3 separate regions of the Sus scrofa genome follow, and regions 1 and 3 are each linked to region 2. A link is a contact called in public HiChIP or PLAC-seq data. All regions are on one chromosome and are shown on one strand. Each heading gives the region's core, a stretch centred on a gene start, on an enhancer-like site or on the middle of the called end of the contact. The rest is flanking DNA. Distances are from core to core; before and after follow the strand shown. Region 1 has its middle 260 kb from the start of RBMS1. Region 2 overlaps RBMS1 (RNA-binding motif, single-stranded-interacting protein 1). Region 3 has its middle 230 kb from the start of TANK.

Region 1 (2,868 bases), core at 174-2,673, 330 kb after region 2:
ATCCAGCACAAATGAACATCTCCTCAGAAAAGAAAAGCATGGACTTGGAGAAGAGATTTGTGGCTGCCTGATGGGAGGGGGAGGGAGTGGGAGGGATGGGAGCTTGGGCTTATCAGACATAACTTAGAATAGATTTACAAGGAGATCCTGCTGAATAGCATTGAGAACTTTGTCTAGATACTCATGTTGCAACAGAAGAAAGGGTGGGGGAAAAAATGTAATTGTAATGTATACATGTAAGGATAACCTGACCCCCTTGCTGTACAGCGGGAAAATTAAAAAATTATAAAAAAAATAAAATAAAATAAACCTTTTCATGAAATATACTAGCTGTTCATTCACTGAAAGGACTTCAGAAGCAATGACCATACCTCAGACTTCAATTTCTTTTCTTTTTTTTTTTGCTTTTTAGAGCCACACCCACGGCATGTGGAGTTTCCCAGGATAGAGGTCTAATCATAGCTACACCTGCTGGCCTATGCCAGGGCCACAGCAATGCCAGATCCAAGCCACATCTGTGACCTACACCACAGCCCATGACAACGCTGGATCCTTGACCCACTGAGCGAGGTCAGGGATCGAACCCACAACCTCATGGTTCCTAGTCGGATTTGTTTCTGCTGAGCCATCACAGGAACTCCAGACTTCAGTTTCTAAATATTATTCCCTACAAAAAGCAGCCAAGGCCTTAGGGAACGGCTGAGAGCAGGATATTAGGTGGTTCTGGGTGTCTTTTGCTAGAAAATCAGGAGGATCCAACATACTAGTGAGGACATGACAATAAGACAGAAAATTTTCCAGTAGCTAAATTTTAATCAATGTGAGGTCATAGGTTATGATGTATAAAGAATAATTAATGTAAATAATAACCTATGACCCCCCAGGAAACTCAAGGAAGAAAATTAAAAAAGGAAAAGAAGAAAGAAAGAAAAAAGGGGTGGGTGGGAGAAAGAGAGAAAGAGAAAGGGAGGGAAGGAGGGAGAAAAAGAAAGAAACAGAAAAAAAACTGTTTTGCTGTCTTTTGATAGTGTCTAACATTAATACATTACTCTGAAAATTGGTAACAAATGAAAATGAATTAAGCATTTGACGTGCTTTTAAAAAAATTCTAGGAGTAACGGTTATTCACCTCAAGTTGTTGAGAAAACACTCTTCTTTACAGAAGAATCCCAGGAAACAGACATGGAGGAATGAGAAAAAAAAGAAAAATTGCCATTTTGCAACCTGCAATGGAATAATTGTTTCAGGCAAAGAACATTCAATGGTTGTTAAAACCATCAGATGTCGGGTTGTTGAGAAACAGGATATGTGGTCAATTCCAAAGCATTACACCACAGATTATTTGCTAGCAACATAGGAAAACATTGCATCTTTATACTGGAGAGAGCTGGAGGTCACCACCTCAACCCAGTCATCAAACCTAGGATCGCTCATAGGAGGGTAGCCCTGTTATTTACAAGTCTCCTGATGAAGCAATATGAAGGATATGGCATTGACTATGAAATATTTTAACCAAAAAAGTTTTAGATGAATCTATTTAAGCCTTTTCATGAAATATACTAGCTCTTCATTCCCTGAAAGGACCTAAGAAACTATAAGCATTTCCCAAAATTTCCTTGTAGAAAATATAGTGGAGATTAAAAGACATAAAGAGAAAATAATCAGACAATTGCAGAATTTGGGGCATTTTATGTTGGGTATTTTCAATAGTATGAAAAGAAATGTTTGGGGCATGTTCCAGATGCAAAGAGATTGTAAAGACTCTATCCTAATTTAGGATAAAAATCTATAAAAAAAAATTTGGAGACACATGAGGAAATTAGGAAACGGACTGGGTATTGGAAGTATTAAGAATTACTTTGAATTATTGCTTTAATGTTATTGTGAATATGTAGAAAGTGTCTTTACTCTTAGGAAATGCATGCTGATATATTTAGGGATGAAGTACAACCCATATAAAATTACTTTTAAAACAAGAAAATGAAAAAAGAAAATAAGAAATAAGAAGTGAAAGAGGAGAAATAACAACTAATAACAAAGAAATACAAAAAAAAAAAGAGAGAGAGAACATTATGAACAGATATGCCAACAAATTGGACAGGCTAGAAGAAATGCTAAAAAAAATTTCTAGAAACAGGGATTCCTGTTGTGACTCAGTGGGTTAAAGACCTGATATTATCTCTGGAGGATGTGAATTAGATCCCTGGCATCACTCAGTGGGTTAAGGATCTTGCTTTGAAGCTGCAGCACAGATCACAGATGCGCCTCTGATCTGGTGTTACCATGGCTGTGGCGTAGGCCACAGCTACAGTTCCAATTTGACCCCTGGCCCAGCAACTTCCACATGTCGCAGGTGCAGCCATAAAAAGAAAAAAAAAATTCTAGAAACATATAACCTTCTAAAACTGAATCAGGAAGAAACGGACAATTTGAACAGACAGATCACTAGTAATGAAATTGAATTTGTAATTTAAAAAAGCTCGCAGCAAACAAAAATCCAGGACTAGATGGCTTCCTAAGGGAATTTTGCCAAACATATAAAGAAGAACTAATATCTATCCTTCTCAAACTATTCCAAAAAATTGAAGAGAAGGGAAGACTTTCAAATTCATTGCACAATGCCACTACTACCCTGATACCCAGACCAAACAAAGACATTACAAAAAAAGAGAGAGAAAATTACAGTCCAATATCTTTGATATACAGGCAAAAATCCTCAACAAAATATTAGCAAACCAAATTTAATAATATATAAAAAGGATCAAAGTCCCCATGGTCAAGTGGGACCTATTCCAGGGATGATTCAATTTTTGCAAATCAATTAATATGATTAGCATTAACAAAGGGAGGATATAAATCACTTTATCA
Region 2 (3,070 bases), core at 27-2,526:
GATGTATCCACTAAGTAAGTTTTATTAGAGATTCTAGTTTGGTTTTCAAGTGTGTATGTTTTAAATCAAAGGAAGCATTTTTTTGGGCTATTAGAAGTCAACAGATTTTTTGATAAGATGGTCTTAAGGGTTGTGTTATATTTTAGGAGTGAGCACTTCCTGCCCAGATTTGTGCTGCTGCCCCATTCCTGGTGACTTTTAAACAATCTAGGGTCACAGTGGCCTCTCTTTAATTAGTATCTCACTGGAGGGAAGGGAGCATGTCAAGAAGACAAGAATGCATGGAGACATTATAAACAAAGGTCTTCAAAGACAACTTAAGAGATTTGTCAAGAAATCAAAAAAGCCTAGCTCCTTCTTTGCTACCAAAGTAAAGCAGGAAATGGTTTTGATTTTGACAAATTGAGAAGGCTGTAATTTTTATGTATGGTTATGTGTTAATTATGGCTTAATGCGTTAGATTTTTTTATTTCAATTTGATAGTTTTGACTGAAAACTATGCACTCATTGTTTAGACAACAAAAGAGTGATCCATAAAGAAAAGTGATTCAGTAAAAACTTTTCCATCTAAAGTATGATTCTATTAAGGTTTAACAATAGCCAAGTTATACTGATACAGTATTTTCTTTAAAATAAAGTACAATACCTAGGAGAGAAAAAGTCAGTAATACCTACCTAAGAAATATTTTTTAAATAGATATTAAATAGCTAAAATTGTACCTCATACATATGTGTGTAGATATACACACATATACATATGTATATGTAATCAACTTATGAGGCCAGGAACAAAAATTCTATTTCAGTTAGGTTCACTACAGTAAATGGATGAATGACCGAATATAAAAAGTTGGAAAAAAATTTGCCTGAAACTCAAGAATGACACAATAATTTTAAATTCCCGAGAAGGCCCCAATATATATATAAACACATGTAGGTATGTTTATATATGTATGAATGTGTCTAGGTAGATAAAGACATAGATTCCATATAAGTACAATTCCAGAAGGGAATTATATTTTCAGAATACCAAAGAGCACAATTCTGGAAAATTAAGATGGTTTTGCATATGAATAAGCAATGCTTTTAGATCAGTAAATCCTCAGTTCAAAGCACTGACACTGATTAACGGTTTCTGCTGTGTATTATTTACAAGAAATCACCTCAGCAGGGTGCCTATGTCCAGTTTCATAATCACATAGTACACCCACCCCACAGGATTATGTCCCCGGCAAGTTTGCGTGTTAAGTTGAATTTCATTCTCTTCAGGAAGTGACTTTTACTCAAGATTGAATACAGCTGTTAGTACAGACCACTGTTCCAAAAACACTTCTATGAGAACTGGATGAAAACACCATTTTAAGAATTGCAAATTCACTTTCATTATTCCAAATCTGTGCAACGACATGGGAGGGGATTTTTTGGTCTCTGTTTTTTCGTTAATTTGGGTTTTTATAAATATTCAAGAGAAAACATGTGGGACAGTTAAAAGATGGCTATAAGACTTTCCAAGTATTTTTGGAGCCTATGCATTTTTAATAATCAGATGACCAGTTTATTTATAACAGATTTAGTGCCCCCCCCCTTTTGCTGTTTGTTGCTTCAAAAGTCAGTGTTAGCCTAGCACATAATTTTTTTTTTTTAATTTCACTCTCTCATATAACTTGGTTTTCTCTCTTTATATTCACAGAAATGAAGCCTGGCAAATCAAGTGGGGCCTCAACAGAGGAAATGCTGCCAGCTAAAAACACCGGATGTAATCGAGACCACAAGAGACACATACTCGGTTATACACGTCGAACTGAAAAAGAGGTATTGGAAAGAAATGCTAAATTTTCATTGGATGGTTTCATTATTTTCATGAAATCTTACTAGTTTGTAGTTTACTCCCAAACAAAAATACCCAGGAGATATTATGATAATCCTAGGTTTTACTTTCTATAAATTAAAAAGGAAAAAAAAAAAATCTCTGGATTCTCACCTACCATCCCTGGTCATCCTGCTATCTCTGTGAGAAAGAGAAGAGAGGGATGGGGGTCTTAGTCTGCCAGACAAGACAATGCAGTCTAAGTGACCTGGATCAGCTTCAGCAAATAGTTGAGAAAACAGCATTTTGTAAGAATGTCTTTTCTGATACCATTACAGAAAATGTCCTTTCTTAAGGAATCGTAATAAGTCTGCCTGTAAACGGACAGATAACAGACGATGAAGTTACTGAGCTTTACTGACTCTCTGTGGTGGTGGGGTGGGGATAGGAAAGCTTCATTGACAAATTCCACTGTAGCTGTTTTTCTATTCCCACCCTTTGACGTGGTGCTTCCTTTTGTACAATGATGGTGATAGCTATGATGAATATTTTTCTCCACTGGCTATGAAAATCCAAATTTAAACTTTGTAAAAGAGGAAAGCGTAAGGGTTTGGCACTTTGACTTTTATTTTATTTGTTTTCAGTTCGGCTCTTCACATTTCAATAGCTACTTATTCTCTTTTTTCTAAAGATCTTTGCAATTAAGTACATTTATCTGCTCTAAAAACAATTCTGCAGAAAAAACTAAAGATCAAACTTACTTTTCAGTCAAAGATCAAGGTATTTTAGTTATCAAAATGTAATAGTCTTTTTTATTTAAGACCCTGATTGATAGGAATAGTTCACAGCTTTTATACTTTAAAAGTTAATAGGAAATCTCCTTTAAAAATTTTTTTTTCACGTAATATGATCATTGTTTCAAGAAGGTGAACATTTCTCACAAGAGACGAAAGAATCTCCCATACCTCACATAGGAGAAAGCAAACATTTCAGTAAGAACCAGTCATTTTTGAAACTGCGTTCTGTTATATAGGTCAGCCATCTTACTCTTTCAAGCAAGCTCTTTGAAAAAAAAGGAAAGAAAGACAGAAAGAAAGAAAACCTTTTGCCACTAGAGGGAGGTCAAAATTCCCTTTGTATCAATAAACGTGTAGAGTGCATTTAACTTCTGAAACAATAAAAAAATACCATGTAGTTCTTTGTTATTAAACAATAAGACCAGCTCGGGAATTAGGTTTTTAGGGGATACATTTTCCCCTTCGA
Region 3 (2,831 bases), core at 173-2,672, 400 kb after region 2:
AAAATAGAGTTTTGCAACCCAGAGAGTCCTGTTGACCACAGGTCCATAAATTTAGACAAGTCACTTAAGAACAAGGAGAACATACAAACTGATCTGTCTATGACAGTGTCAGTTTATGGCTACTGTCCCAGAAGAATTGTAAATAGTGCCTCGCTACTCTTAAATATCCCAATTTGGGTCTTGTATTATCTGGGCATACTATTAGAGACACAATTTTCAAAATGACCTTCTGAATGAAAAATGTACACAAAAAATTGTTTGTATGTAGAAACACACCGTAGATGGCTAAAATAGGCTATGTTCGCTAAAGAACCAGCTAATAAGCCAACTGGAAATAAAAGGTAGACTATTAGAGAAGTGTTAATCCTTTTAAAATCACTATCTTAATTTCCACATCTTTAAGTCAGCAGTAGTAGTGGTCGTTTGTGTGCGTGTGTGTGGGAGGTGTTTTGTGTGTGTGGTCGTTTGTGTGCGTGTGTGGGGGGGTGTTTTGTGTGTGTGTGTGTGAAATTATTGATACCTCTCACAAGGCTTTAGGAACCCAACATACAAAGTAGTATTATAATGTGTTGTAATTGATTAAAAAGGTTTAAAAGCATTTGAAAAGGCTCAGAGCAAGTGCATGGTCAGGGAAATGAGGGCAGAGGATTAATTTCTGAATGATTATCAGACCTGCATTCTGTCTCAAGAAGAACATGTGGGACAGAACACACACACACACACACACACACACACACACACACACACACACTGAAACTAAAACCCAACAGGTATATCAGGACATAATGGAAAGCTCAAAATTGTGTGTGTTTTTGTCCTCGCCTTGAGAGAGTGGCAGCAGGTTTGGTGGAGCATTTTTGTGCTAGGAAAATTATGGCAAGGGAGCAACACCTTGATAGGTTTGACTCTTTGCAGAGAACTCCTAGCTTTACCCCTTGAGAGTGGGTAAAGCTAGCTATCCTCCCAGATTGGTGGGGACTGACGGGTACAAGGTGGGCACCTGGAGGACCTGAAAACACAGCATAGATACTGAACCAGGTCCCATGATGGTGAAGCTTTGGGTGCTTCAGAGCCTTGCTAGATGTCTTTAACATCCCTGGTCCTTCTGTCCAAGACACGTAGGATGGAGACCACTTCACAACAGTTTTATTTCTCCCCTTTCTGTTCTATTGCTGAAAAACACAGGACACCCTTGTGAAGGATAATGTAAGAGGGCCTCAAATGATGGTGATTTGGTTCCTCTCCATTCAAGAGGTAGGAGGGAGACCAGCAAAGGGGAACAGGAGACCAGGAGGTGGGGGCCCCATTTATTTCCTCATAATGGCTCTAGCCTACCTTGCCTCGGATCCACTTGGGCCCACAGGACAAGTTCACTCTGGAAATCTCTTCAGCTTGGCCGCCTGCAGATGTAATCGGACCTGCTCTGGGCAGCCCTAATTGCAAACACATTTCTCTCCCTCTGCGGCCATTCCTAGGCAGGCAGCGGTCAGAGCCTTGCCAGGGTTTTCTGGCATCTTTTTCCTGCTTTGTTTCCAAATCTGCATTTTTCTATGAGAAAAGATGTACGAGGGATTGTAAACAGGATAATTATATGGCAATATGATTTCCAATGCAGGCTTTCCTTGTGGATTATTTCAAATGTGTAGGGGTTTGTTTTGGTGTGTTTTTTTTTCCACTCCGCCTGTGAGTCAGGGAGATGAAATGTTGTTTTGAAAGCACAAGTATATGGATCCACTAGAAACCTCCTACGATGTTAAGACATTTTATGAAAGATGATTGGGAGGAACCGCAAACAAAAGAGAAGAGAAGGGAGGAGAGAGTAGGTGCACAGCATCGGGGGTCTGGCTCACATCGCCAAGGACGCGGGGGCTGGACAGCGCGTCCCCTCCTTTCCCAGAGAGCAAAAGAAGGAAGAAAACACGCAAGAGCTGCAAGTTCAGAATGTTACAAAGCTATCCTGCCTGAGATGACAATACTTAGGTTGCGGGGCTGGGGATGCGGAGAGTGCTGAAAACGATTCTTTAAAAGGGCACATGCTCCTGTCCTTCCCCTGTGACCTCACTAACTTCCCGCTGCAATTGGTTCTGAATCTACCAGTGGGAGGGGGTAATGTCAAACACGTGCCAAGCCTTCAGGGGGCCTGTGCAGACCTAACATGTTCGTTTATTTGGGTACATGAAATCATATGATTTATGGCAGTTTGAGGAAGGGACGCATCTGGGGCCCCCAGTGAGGGCCACGTGGGCCTTGGGGCACAACCCCAGGCTGCACTGGGCACATGGTGTGATCGGTGCCCCTGGAGCTGTACAGCAAAGATTCCCTGGGATGGACTGTTTTTGCACTGATGATTTGTCTTCTGAGCCTAACACACTGCCTGGTGTATATTAGGTGCTCAATAAATTTTGATTAAACAGTTCCTAATCTGCAAAAAAAAAAAAAAAAAAAAAAAAATTTGCTAATCTAAAGGGAACTATATCTAGTCACTTGTGATGGAACATGTTGGAGGATAAAGTGAGAAAAAGAATATGTATGACTGAGTCACTTTGCTGTATAGCAGAAATTGATAGAACATTGTAAATCAACTATAATAAAAAATTTTAATAAAAAATTACTAATCTCCCACCAGAAGATTGAGCTTGTTTGTCATTGAAGTACCTCTGACAGACAAACTGTTGGTTCATTTCCCCAACAGTCAGGGACGTAGGGATAAAGAAACTACCATCCTACTCTCAGGAAGCTACAGTTTAATGAGAAAGACACAGGTATAGGAATTGTGTAAACCGAGCATATAGGGAGCACAGAGGCAAGTCAGGAAAGATTTAGCCTTGTGG

The links. HiChIP or PLAC-seq counts read pairs in DNA pulled down with a chosen protein or histone mark.
Region 1: an H3K27ac HiChIP or PLAC-seq map of alveolar macrophages shows a contact between it and region 2. The contact joins two enhancer-like sites. A contact is called at or near these places in 1 of 47 Hi-C or Micro-C datasets (embryonic fibroblasts) and 1 of 2 datasets of contacts at active chromatin or transcription factors (alveolar macrophages).
Region 3: an H3K27ac HiChIP or PLAC-seq map of skeletal muscle shows a contact between it and region 2, with 6 times the contacts expected there. The contact joins two enhancer-like sites.

The regions. Positions count from the first base shown.
Region 1 is chr15:67,666,463-67,669,330 of Sscrofa11.1, forward strand. No RefSeq gene overlaps it. Among named protein-coding and RNA genes, the nearest start is that of RBMS1, 260 kb to the left of the region's middle. Within about 2 kb of position 1,424, at least 7 of the 83 cell types and tissues checked have an H3K27ac peak or open chromatin away from gene starts, as enhancers often do. A contact at or near this core is called in alveolar macrophages, where this site is marked.
Region 2 is chr15:67,337,960-67,341,029 of Sscrofa11.1, forward strand. The region is part of intron 1 of RBMS1 (RNA-binding motif, single-stranded-interacting protein 1); the gene reads right to left. Among named protein-coding and RNA genes, the nearest start is that of RBMS1, 70 kb to the right of the region's middle. Within about 2 kb of position 1,277, at least 28 of the 83 cell types and tissues checked have an H3K27ac peak or open chromatin away from gene starts, as enhancers often do. A contact at or near this core is called in alveolar macrophages and skeletal muscle, where this site is marked.
Region 3 is chr15:67,736,654-67,739,484 of Sscrofa11.1, forward strand. No RefSeq gene overlaps it. Among named protein-coding and RNA genes, the nearest start is that of TANK, 230 kb to the right of the region's middle. Within about 2 kb of position 1,423, at least 19 of the 83 cell types and tissues checked have an H3K27ac peak or open chromatin away from gene starts, as enhancers often do. A contact at or near this core is called in skeletal muscle, where this site is marked.